Linked DNA regions of Mus musculus: all the other regions are linked to region 2. A link is a contact called in public HiChIP or PLAC-seq and promoter capture Hi-C data. All regions are on one chromosome and are shown on one strand. The core of a region is the stretch at or near the end of the contact, and the rest is flanking DNA. Distances in the headings are between cores, read along the strand shown.

Region 1 (2,700 bases), core at 86-2,585, 960 kb after region 2:
GGTAAGAGTACCCATTTGATTCTAAACAGAGAACAGTTTGATCAGCAGTGAACCACCATGGTCCAAAAAACAGCTAGTAATCCAGTAGAATTCGCAAGTAGACTAAGCTTCAAATTCTGCATCCTCAGGAGTGGCTTGTCTGGTTTATTCACATCCTGTTACCCACTTCTCTGGTAGGCAGTGGTTAAGTCTTTTGAATTGCAAATACATAAGTTAGTAGTCAGGAGGGTGGATGTCCACTAGAGGGAGGCCTTTGATTTTTCTCTCTTTCTTTTTTTAATTGCAGGGCTGCAGACAGCCTTGAGCAAGGTAAGCAAGTACTCCCCGAGAGTTACAACTTCAGAGCAGAATGAGGAAAGTTTTAAAATGCTTCATTGTGTTGTAGTTTGTTAGTTTTAACTTGGATATGGAGGAGGAGGGAGCAACAGCAAGAAAGTGAGAGAGCAATGGAGAGTCGGATTGAGTGAATCAGAATGTGAGGCAGGAAACGGAGAAACCTAGTGCTTGGTGTGGTGGGTGACGATAGGAAAACAGATTTTGTAGCGTCCCTGGGAGGTTTAGTAGGATATGCCTGTCCTTGAAAGGAACCTATGTCAGATGACCACCCTATAATTAAGCCTTAGAGACTGGAGATAGATGACTTCTGTGGCTGTGGACTCTGTGCCTGCTGGTCGCTTGACTATCCTTAAGTCTCACAGCCTTGAGAAGCAAACCTTCACCTTCAGACTGCAGACACCTGCTGTTCACTCCAGCCTGGCTCGCTGGGGAACAGGTCTTGGGGAGCAGCCAAACTCGGCCTGAGGGCGGAGTCGAGGCTTCAGAGTTGGTCTGGAGGTGAGGCTTCTGAGTTCAGCCTGTAGGCGGAACTAGGTGGAGCTCCACCCTGAGAGACGAGGCGGAGGAAGCGCTTCCTCCAGGAGCCGACCCGAGAAGGCGGGACTGAGGCGTTAAAGCTCCTTCCCTAGAGAACAGGGCTGAGGAGGCGGAGCCGCGCTTTTGGAGTTTCCTTTGGAGGGCGGGGCCGAGGAAGCGGAGCTGAGGCATTGGAGCTCTTCCCTAGAGGCCGGTCTGAGGAGGTGAAGTTCTGTCTCAAGGCGGGGCTGAGGCATTGGAGGCACTCGCTATCTCAAGGTCACGCCTAGGCAGCAGAGCTCGCCCACTAGAAGTGGGAGTCAGGCGTGGGTGGTTTCCACGCCCCCGTGGAGGCGGGGCTGAGACGGTGGAGCTCCGCCCTGAGGGGGGCGGGCTGAGGCCCCAGACCTGTCCCATTTGGAGGAGGAGCTGAGAATCCGGAGCCCCTCCCCTGGGGTAGGGCGGAGACTTCGGCGCTCGGGTTGGAGGCGGGGCAAACGCGTCCAGACCTCCCTGCCCGCTTGCCTTTTGACTTTAGAGGACCTCCAGGCTGTACTACGCTTTGCCGGAAGTTCTCGTAACATTTCCGGCAGAACATTTCTGGATCGGAGACCTTCCTAGAGTGTTTGTATATTTTCTGCTAGGTGGGCGGCCCAGCCAGGATGCGGAGCGGGTTTCTGAGCGGTGCCCGGCGCCTGTGGGCCCGCCGCGCCTTCAGCCGCACGCCGCCGCCTTCCGAGGAGCTCCTCGCCCGCGGCGGGCCCCTGCGGGCCTTCCTGGAGCGCCGCGTGGGCTCGGAGGCCGGTGGTCTGGACGCTGGGTACCCCCAGCTGGCCGCGGCCGCCCGACTGCTGAGCGAGAAGGAGCGGGAGCTGCGGGACACGGAGTCATTGCTGCACGGTAAGCCACCCGCTCTAGTGGGTTCGGAAGCCATCTGCGTTCCAGATCTTGTCACTAGGGTTCTGACAATCCTCCATTGGGCTCTCTAGAGCAGTCCCTGGACAAGGTGCTCTGCCAAGTTAGTCCTCTGAAGTCACTAAGGTTCTCGGTTGCTTCCTCTCCCCTCCTGGTGTAAGACCCCCGAAGCTAGGCCTCCGCTCAAGTCCCGGGATGAGCTGGCCAGCACCCCAGTGACCCGAGAGAAAACCACACCTGATGCAAACTGCAAGAGGTTTTATTATCAGCTAGCTGAGGACGGTGCCGGGCAGGGGAGTTCGACCCCAAGCAGTGGCAGTAGGGGGCTTTTAACAGCTAGCTGAGGAATTGGGAGGAGTTGGGAGGAGAGTTGGGAAGAGTTGGGAGGAGTTGGGAAGAGAGTTCTTCTCTTTTCTGTGTCCTTGGTGAAATTTACAAGGCAGGAGTGGGTAGTGAGTTCTTTCTGAATTTTTATCTCCGTGTCCTCAGCACAGGAAGGCAGGCATCTCTGGTTGTAAAGTATAGAAACAAAAAGGCTTTTTGCTGGCTATAGAGAACAAAGAGCTTCTTTCTGGCTGTATTTTTAGAGATCAGGGAAAGCAAGCTTGGGGAACGTCCAGGGGCTTTCTTTACCTTCCAGGGAGAAATGCTCTGTAAGTTGGGGTCTCACACTGGCAGCTCAGCTGCACAGGAAAGACTCGCTAGTCCCAGCAGAGGAACTAAAGCCGCAGGTGAGTGTATGGCATTGGCACACTGCAGTGCAAGAGGAGCGATGCACTGTATGGTTAGAACTCGAGACCTGGAAATTCATGTTTCCCTCGAGATTCCAAAGTGTCTGCGTTCCTAAAGCCTCCAGAGACGTCTGCCGAGTAGAACACACTTGGGAACTTAAGGCTTGATTCAGAGACCCTGCCTCGAAGAAAGTGGGAAGAG
Region 2 (2,700 bases), core at 155-2,654:
CTCTTTGAAAGTAATTTCACTAGATAGAGATACTTTCCTCTCTAGACCATCCTGAACGTTGCTGCTTTTAACTTCCTTAATTGCTTCTCATGTTTGCAAGCACTGAAGAAATAGTTATGCCCTGAGCTACCCAGCAATTCCAGATCCCACTTGGAACTCCCTCAGCAGAACTGCAGGAAGAAAGTACTGTACTGGGCTAAACATCACAACAGCTTACTTGCTACCTTTAAGCTACCCTGCCCAGGAGAGATGGCAGGAAAGCTTCCTCCACCTGGGGCAGCCTCAGGATGGAAGAAGAGTAAGATAAAGGCTCCCAGAATATAGAAGTGGTGGGACTGTAGTCTAGCCTAAACCAGCAGGTCTAAAAAAGTTATCGAGTTTATCTCTTTAACTTACTGTGAAGCCTCTGTCTTTCAGTTAGGAGAAGCAAACAAGGTTCCCCTCCTCACTGTTTACAATTTCCTATTCTTACAGCTCATCCAGAGGGAGGATTGACTGCAAAACATGCTTCAAAGACCCTCTTGGCTTAGAATAAAAAGGGGATCCAAGATGGAGCCTCCCACCACCACATCTTAATAGTTTTGGCCAAAGAAATGTCTTGTCTTTGGAATCTTGAACACTGCTTTTTCAAGGAGAGGGAGAAAAATAAAACCAACCAACCAACAAAACCCAGAAAAGTAAAAGCTCACACACAAACAGCAAATACTCTATTCAAACCACCCCCTCTTTGTACCCTGTTTACTTCTCCTCTGTCACTCATGGGGGAGCTTTGTCCCCTCCCCCCTGCGGAACTAGGTATTCAGAACATGCCTTACCTTACAATCACATACATGACCAGGAAGTTTCCAAAGAGGCCCACTACACACACGATAGAATAGAGGGCCATGATGGTGATGGCTGTGACCATGGAAGGGCTGCCGGTCTGAGGGCACAGGCTGTGGCTCCCGCCAAGCCCCGTGCGGTTAGGACCGCATGGGTCGGACTGGTTGCCATCAACGTGGGACAAGTTGAGCCAGGAGCCAGGTGCTGGGGAGCAACTTGCAGGAGCTAAGGGGTCAGAGCAGTCGCTGATGTTCCCTGGGCCGGCGCTGCTGTCCATGGTTCTGAATGCTTGCTGCGGACTCGGTAGGCTGTAACTGAGAGCACTCAAGAGTGTTCGGGTTCCAGGCGCCCCAGCCTCTTCCTCTCACAGCTGCCCTAGGCTCCGTCAGTTTCTTACAAGGACAAGCCCTAGTGGAACCAGAGAAGAGCGGCAGGCAGAATGGAACGTCTGAGCGTCCGATATTCTCCTCTGCTTGTAGCCCCCTCCCACCTTAGAAGTACACGGAGGCGCATCCTTAGCATCCCCAAAGCGCCACTCTCTGAGTGGAAGGGAGGGAGCATGGGCTGTGAGGGATCCAGAGGCTAGAGGGGAGGGAGGAGAGAGAAGGAGTGGATTGTGCGCAAAGCAACTCAGAATCAGCCTCCTCAGTCTCTATGCACTTCCGTGTAAAGGAGTGTAAATTGGGGTAGGGGGGGGGGGAGCAGAAGCGGGGATGCTGCAGAGAGGGTGGGAAGAGAGACTCTAAGTTTCTTTGTAACAACCATGCATTAGGTTGTTTGCATCAGCCAGGAAAGTCGTTGGTCTGTTAAAATCTCAATGACCCTTATACCTCAACACTCTTCCGACTCAACTAACCATATGCAATTAATTAGGACTGGAGGGTTATTAATGTTGTCCTTTACCCACATCCCCATATCTGAGGGAAAACAAACAAACAAACCAAAACAAAACAAAACAAAAAACCCCTTTAGTTCCTCAAAAAATCAACCCCACAAACCTGTTCAAAGAAACAATTGTCTTTTTCTAAAAGAGAAAATTTTTGTGAAAGAAGCCTGTTTCATGTGCCCCCACTCCTTCAATTTCTCTTAGGTTAGAAGGTCTATTTGCATCTGATTTTTTTCCTAGTGAAGAAGAAGCATAAGAACACATTAGAGATGTGAGGGAGGAGGGGTGATAACCTGTAAATAAGGAACCCACTACCCATGCCAGGTCTACTCTCCTGGACCTGCTTAGGAAGATTTATCCTAAGCTTTCGCACTGCCTCCACTCTCCCGAGCTTCTGGGGAGCAGGTTACTGAATCAAGCAGAAATGTTTTTTCTTCCCACTATAGAGAATCCAAAAGAAACTCCACAGCTCTTTTGAGTGTGAAATGGCCTTAAGCAAGATCCTTGAGGAGCAAGAATGCATTTAAAAAATGTTAGATCTCATGTCTAAGTTCACAAGTGCTTCTGAAGGAATACAATCGTAAATTCAGCAGTAGTGTGGTTTCGTCTCAACACTGTGTATGCATATGCATGCCATGCGCATACCCATAGTTTTAACTATAAATACTGGAAATAAATGTCCCCGCTCCCATTTGGTTGTAGAAAGTTTAACTGAATTCTCACAGACTGTGGGGAAGCAAGCTTAGAAGGAACATATATTTTTACTTTTAAGCAATCATTCTGAAAAAAAGATAACACACAGCTCAACTATTGTAGACTTTTGGCCAACGTTCAGTATTATTTGTCCCCTTTTGCGTTAAAGGGTGTCATTTCAGCAGTAATGTAGATAAGGTTTTCTAGAGGCTGCTAAAATACCTTTAAATATATTCTCTTCGGAATAAGTGTGTCAGTTCATATGGCTGAGCTGAAATCTGTGTGCTCACATTCATCGG
Region 3 (2,700 bases), core at 196-2,695, 980 kb after region 2:
TTTCAGCCTTTTTACTTAGAGGCAAAGTTCTCAGGTACAAAACAGAAATAGCGGTCAAGATTTTGGTAAGCAACACCACCTACATCACTATTTTTTTTGCAACACTCCAAACGTGAAAATGCCAGAAAACTAGGGATAAACAAAAAGAATTTGATAAAAACTGGATCCACCCAACGTTTGTATGACTCAGTCCAATCTTGGTCCCGCTTTACACAGGAGCTGCATGGAACACTAACAGAAAGTCATATGCTCTTGCAGAAAAGCAAGAGGGAAATGGCATATCCTGTAGCTTTACTGCTCTGTAGTCTGAAAAGAAGTTAAGTGTATTGTCACCACTTAGAAATAAATTCAAGACGTGCATGCCCAGCATCATTAGTGGTGCACTATAGCTCACCATCAGACTTAATAATACTTTCACTCTCGCCTTTGATATAAAAATATCCACGCAGCCAGGGCGCTCCACCCCAAAGAGACGGGAGTCTGACTTATTTAGGGGAACAGGTCGGCTGTCGAGCCTAGCCAACGAAGGTTAAGAACACATAAAATAAAATACAAATTAACACTTTTAAGAATTCGTGGTGGTTGAAAACCCAAAAGAATGCAATGGCCAAAGCAGGGCTATACAGAGAAACCCTGTCTCGAACCGGCCCCCCCGCCCCCAACCCAAAAAAAAGAAAAAAAGAATGCAATGGCCAGATCTAAGTTAGGCCGCGCCCTCAGCCTTCGGAAGGCGCCAAGCAAAGGGACGCCGGGGTCCTGCTGCGCGCCATCCCCAGGGCAAGGGCGGTTCTCCGGTCACATGTCCCCCCCAGCTAGTCCGCCCCGCCCGGAGGGAACCGCCAGGCTCCTCGCGCGCAAGCGCCAACCCGCCAACTCCGTAGTGGCGGCCGCGCAATACGCAAGCGCAGGAGCTCCAGGCAGGGGGTGGAGCCAATTTAGGAGGGAGAGTAGAGCGCGCCTAAATCCTAGAGAGGCGGGTCCGGAGCCAGGGGAAGGGCTTGTTTTCCGGAAGGTGTGCACTCAGAGTGGCGGGTTTGCAGCTCTGCAAACTCGCTCGTAACAGACGATGGAGGAAGACTGGGGGCCCGCCTGTGTCCATCACAGACTTTCAGGCAGAAGTCGGAGCTGTCCCCAGGACATGAGGACTCTGGAGAAGCCGGTTCGCGGGATAACGGAGGGGGGGTGCGGGGAGAGGGCAGCATGGCGGGTTTGCGCAGAGGACCAGCCGCCTTCACAGGCCACGCCTACATGGGCGTGCTTGCCAGCTCCATCAGCAACTTTGGGGAGGCGAGGATCTGGGCGTGTGGGAGGAGCCCAGGCTCCAGGGCTGGCTCCGCCCCCGCGCCCTCCTATTGGGCGAGCGAGGGCGTCCTCTCATGCCGCCTGCCTATTGGCACGCTTGTGCAAACGCCGCGCCCCATTGGTCTGTTCTGATTTGGGCACCAAATTCAAAGATTTTAAAAGTACCAGCTGGCGCCTTTTAAGAGCTGCGGCTCGGCGCCTCGTCTGGCCGGCCACCTTTTTCCTGTCGTCGCCGCCACCTCCCCAGCATTGGAGCCCGAGTTTTGCGGCATGAGCCGGCGCACCTGCAGTGACCTGCGCCGGCCGTCCTCCTGTCCCTGCCGTCTTGGCGCGCGGACTACCGTGGACGGTGAGTGTGAGGCGGGCATCGTGGGAATCCTTTCTCTGTGGCGGCAGCCTCAGAAACTGGGTGCTTGCAGATCACGGTGTTCCGGGCCTCAGGCGACCTATTTGGGCCCGGGACTGGGAGGAAGGCGCGGAGCAAGGGTGGCTGGTGCAGAGTGGGACAGATGTGGTCGGCCTTGTACGGGGTCCTACTATTCCATCCCACCCCGAGACCCTGCACTGGGGACGTGCAAGGTAGTGGCTTCTGCGCGCCGCATTCCACCCCACCCCCTGCCTGGGCGCCAAATGCCCCCTCCTCTCCCCTCCTCAACTCATGCTCGAGCTGTGACAGGACTGTGGGACTCCAAGCTGGCCAGATGGCCCCATCTCTAGCCTCTACGCCCCCCATTTCACAACTCATCTATCTCACATCCATACTCAGTCTCCGTAACTTTTTGCCCTCAGAGCCCTGGCTGGAGAGCGCGGGAGATTGAGCTCCGCGCTTATCTCCCGCCTTCCCTCGTGCACCGCGCCCTCGGGGCACCTCCCACCACCGACCCCCTCAGCATTTCTAGGGGCTCCTTCTCAGCTCCCGCCAAATGTAAAGGACCCCCCAGCCCCCGCCTGCCCACTGTACCAAATGGAAAAAGTTTTTTTTTTCCTCCCCTGTTTTGCTGCTTCTCAGTAAGTCTCAAGGCCTGGAGTCAGCAGGGCCTTTTAAAAAGCGCCCTTTTTCCTCCAAAACGGTGAGTTTGCCTGTAGTGTTTAGCTGATGAAAGAATCGAGGAGGGATTGTTTAATTTTCGGGTGTTTTGAAGAATTAATGGTCACTTTTTCCAACGTTTAGGTGAGCAGAGAGAATCAATTGTTTATTTTCTTATTAATTTTTTATCTTTCTTGGCATCTCAATGAAAGATGCATCGGTTCTATCGTAGAAAATTTCCAACTGAAGGAAGAGGTAATTCATTCTCTCTCTCTCTCTCTCTATATATATATATATATCCTCAATAATCTTTCTTCATCAGAAAAGGAATTAAGTCTTGAAGAGAAGAAAGTACTAGCTTAGCAGAATGT
Region 4 (2,700 bases), core at 105-2,604, 800 kb before region 2:
AGAGCTCCAATCCCCTCCACACACAGCTGGCCTCCTTAAATTGAGTGGAACACAAAACCAACAAGGTCACGAATGTGGGGAAATTTTTGGGCAAGGGATGGAAGAAAAGAATGGAGATGGAGTGACAAGTTTTCCTTCATATTTTTATATCTGAAGGAGCTATGTGTTGGCAGAGAGCCAAACCAGGAAGCAGGAGTGGGTATTTAGGAGCAATTCTGCATCTAATCAAATCTTGTCCTTGCTATTTCCTGCGGTAAAACACGCTTTATAAAACCTATGAGACAAAATAAAACTAAAATAATCTTTACTGGGACAAAGAAGGTTCCGGGCTATCGTCTTAAATCGATCCGTCAGTGCTCTCCGATCTGCCCCCTTATCTTCCAAAGGCAGCCCAACGGACCCTGTCTGCTTCTGCCCCTCTATTGCACTTTCTTAGCACCAGCCCAAAGTCAGAGAAAAATGTGAACCACTTTCCCGGTTACCCACAGCTTTAATCCTCTGGAAGCAGAGAAGTTTGCTCGCTCGATAGCAGGCGGGACCCTCCTGGCGTCGCTTACCTGGCCGGGGAGGGATCCCAGCGGCGTCCTCGGCGCGACTGAGGGTGTAAGTGCGGTACCCGCGGAGTGGCGCGAACTTGCAGACGCTGCGGCCGCGCGCCGTGCAGTTGAACAGGTAGCAGCGGGGTGCGGGCATAGGTGCGGGCACGCTGGGCCCCCGGGGCAGCTGCACCACTGCCACCGAGCAGCTCGGCTCGGAGCAGCAGGCCGTCACGCACTGCCGCCAACCCCGCACGCTCCCGGGTGCGCGCAGGAAGCTGGCTCCCGCCGCGATGGAATCCTGGGTGCGGATGATGGTATCGGGCACCGCCCGGTAGACCGCCGTACCGCCCGCACCCGGGCAATCCTCCCGCGGGCCGCCCAGTAGCTCCGGCTCTAGCTCCTCGCGAGGCCGTGCCCGCTGTAGCTGCCGGCGAAAGTCCTGAAGCAGCCTATCCACTCCGGACGACGGAGCGGCGGGCTCCCCGGGCCGGCTGCCGGGCAGCCAGAGGCAGAGCAGCAGCAGCCCGCGGAGCGCGCGGTGCCGGAAGCCGGGGCCCGGTCCTCCTCCCCTTGTGGCCATGGCACGAGCGCGGCCTCAGAGCTCGGCGGCCCCGGGGCCTGGCTGCTTCACGGAGGCGGCGAGTGTGCCGGCTTCGAGAGGCATCGCGGGCCGGACTCGGCCGGACTCGGCGCCGCCCTGGCCCTGCTACCAGGCTGCGAGCTTTCGGTGCTTCTATCTTCGCTCCGGCCGCGGAAGCGCACCGGGACGACGAGCGGCCTCTACGTGGATCAGCACCGGCGTGCGGACAGCGGCTGCGACGGGGCGGAGCCTGGCGTGCTGGGGCGGCTCCGGGGCGGGACTTCCGCAGGTCTGTCGGTCTCCGGCGCCCGGTGGGGAGGAGGAGGGGACTCCCCGGAGTTGCCTGGCTGCTCCGCGGCTTGATCACACCCTAAGCAGCGTGGGTGTTTGGGCCCATCAGGCCTCATTCAGCAAGCAGACTCGCGCAAGGCCATAGCTCACAGGGCAGGGCACTCGGGGTTGGAGGGAGGGGAAGAGTCAGAAAATCCATCAGTCTAAAGTTCGGGGCTACTACGGAGAGCGACGGGTACAGCCAGGGGACCACAGACAACTTTGGCAGTCTTTTGGAATCCAACTTCGTTGCATTATTTATTATTAAAGAGATTTGGACTATGGTAGGTAATAAAGGAAACAAAACATTTACATTCAGGTTCTAATTCGCCTTTCAGTTTCGTTTAGAGAACTTAAACACCAGAAGTTTAGCAACAGAAAGCTGAACTTGTGAGGAGGCAAAGGCCGGGCAGTATGGGAAGGAGGGTTGGGCCGATTGATGATCTCCCATCAGTTTACTGGGTGTTGGGATGGATGACACCTGATTTAGTTTGACTGATAGAACACAATACTCTGAAGTGTGCGGCTTCAAGATCAAGATATCATCGTATTCATTTCTAAAATGAATGTTAAGTAAGTCAGTGCCCACGAAGTGCTTAGACACGTGGAGAAGCTCATTATTACTAATTTTGAAGTCACCTTTTGTTTTTAAATGCTTTTATTTATTCTTTGAGAATTCCATACATCTTTACCATATTCTAATACCTTCCCCTACTCCACCCAGATCCGCACTCACCTCCCTCCCTTCTTGTTTCACTTTTAAAACCCAAAAACAACATTAAACCCAGAAATGTGGAATCTGAATTGTGTTGACTAGCTCCTCTTGAACATGGGGCCTCCTCTGGAGTAGGGCTTATATACCCAGTGTCACCAGATTGAAAAAACACTACCCCACCCCCAAGCTATTGTGAACAGCTTCTTGGCCAATGGTGGGACTCTATTATCCACTACCTAGCCTCTGTGCTAAGATCTTCTCTGGCTTCGCCCTGAGCAGATCTTGTGCATGCTGTCACAGCCTCCTCAATGCCCTGTTCTGCCTGAAAAACACTATTTCCTCGTACATGGTGTCTTAGTTAGGTTTTACTGCTGTGAGCAGACACCATGGCCAAGGCAACTCTTACAAGGACAACATTTAATTGGGGCTGGCTTACAGGTTCAGAGGTTCAGTCTATTATCATCAAGGCAGGAGCATGGCAGCATCCAGACAGGTATGGCACTGAAGAAGGAGCTCAGAGTTCTGCATCTTCGTCT

What was found. Promoter capture Hi-C pulls out the DNA fragments that hold promoters and counts their contacts. HiChIP or PLAC-seq counts read pairs in DNA pulled down with a chosen protein or histone mark.
Region 1: a promoter capture Hi-C map of hippocampal neurons shows a contact between it and region 2, with 6 times the contacts expected there. The contact joins the promoter of Mtrf1l here to the promoter of Oprm1 in region 2. A contact is called at or near these places in 1 of 39 promoter capture datasets (hippocampal neurons) and 1 of 115 datasets of contacts at active chromatin or transcription factors (embryonic forebrain).
Region 3: a promoter capture Hi-C map of hippocampal neurons shows a contact between it and region 2, with 3 times the contacts expected there. The contact joins the promoter of Fbxo5 here to the promoter of Oprm1 in region 2. A contact is called at or near these places in 1 of 39 promoter capture datasets (hippocampal neurons) and 1 of 115 datasets of contacts at active chromatin or transcription factors (astrocytes).
Region 4: a contact with region 2 is called in an H3K4me3 HiChIP or PLAC-seq map of forebrain, with 5 times the contacts expected there. The contact joins the promoter of Lrp11 here to the promoter of Oprm1 in region 2. A contact is called at or near these places in 2 of 115 datasets of contacts at active chromatin or transcription factors (forebrain and stem cell-derived neural progenitor cells).

What each region holds. Positions count from the first base shown.
Region 1 is chr10:5,822,578-5,825,277 of GRCm38.p6, reverse strand. It overlaps Mtrf1l (mitochondrial translational release factor 1-like), which reads left to right and starts at 1,335. Exons shown (of 7, transcript NM_175374.3): 1 at 1,335-1,752. The coding sequence starts at 1,515.
Region 2 is chr10:6,787,274-6,789,973 of GRCm38.p6, reverse strand. It overlaps Oprm1 (opioid receptor, mu 1), which reads right to left and starts at 1,404. Exons shown (of 4, transcript NM_001302793.1): 1 at 816-1,404. The coding sequence starts at 1,099.
Region 3 is chr10:5,804,210-5,806,909 of GRCm38.p6, reverse strand. It overlaps Fbxo5 (F-box protein 5), which reads left to right and starts at 1,445. Exons shown (of 5, transcript NM_025995.2): 1 at 1,445-1,651. The coding sequence starts at 1,573.
Region 4 is chr10:7,588,471-7,591,170 of GRCm38.p6, reverse strand. It overlaps Lrp11 (low density lipoprotein receptor-related protein 11), which reads right to left and starts at 1,354. Exons shown (of 7, transcript NM_172784.4): 1 at 558-1,354. The coding sequence starts at 1,119.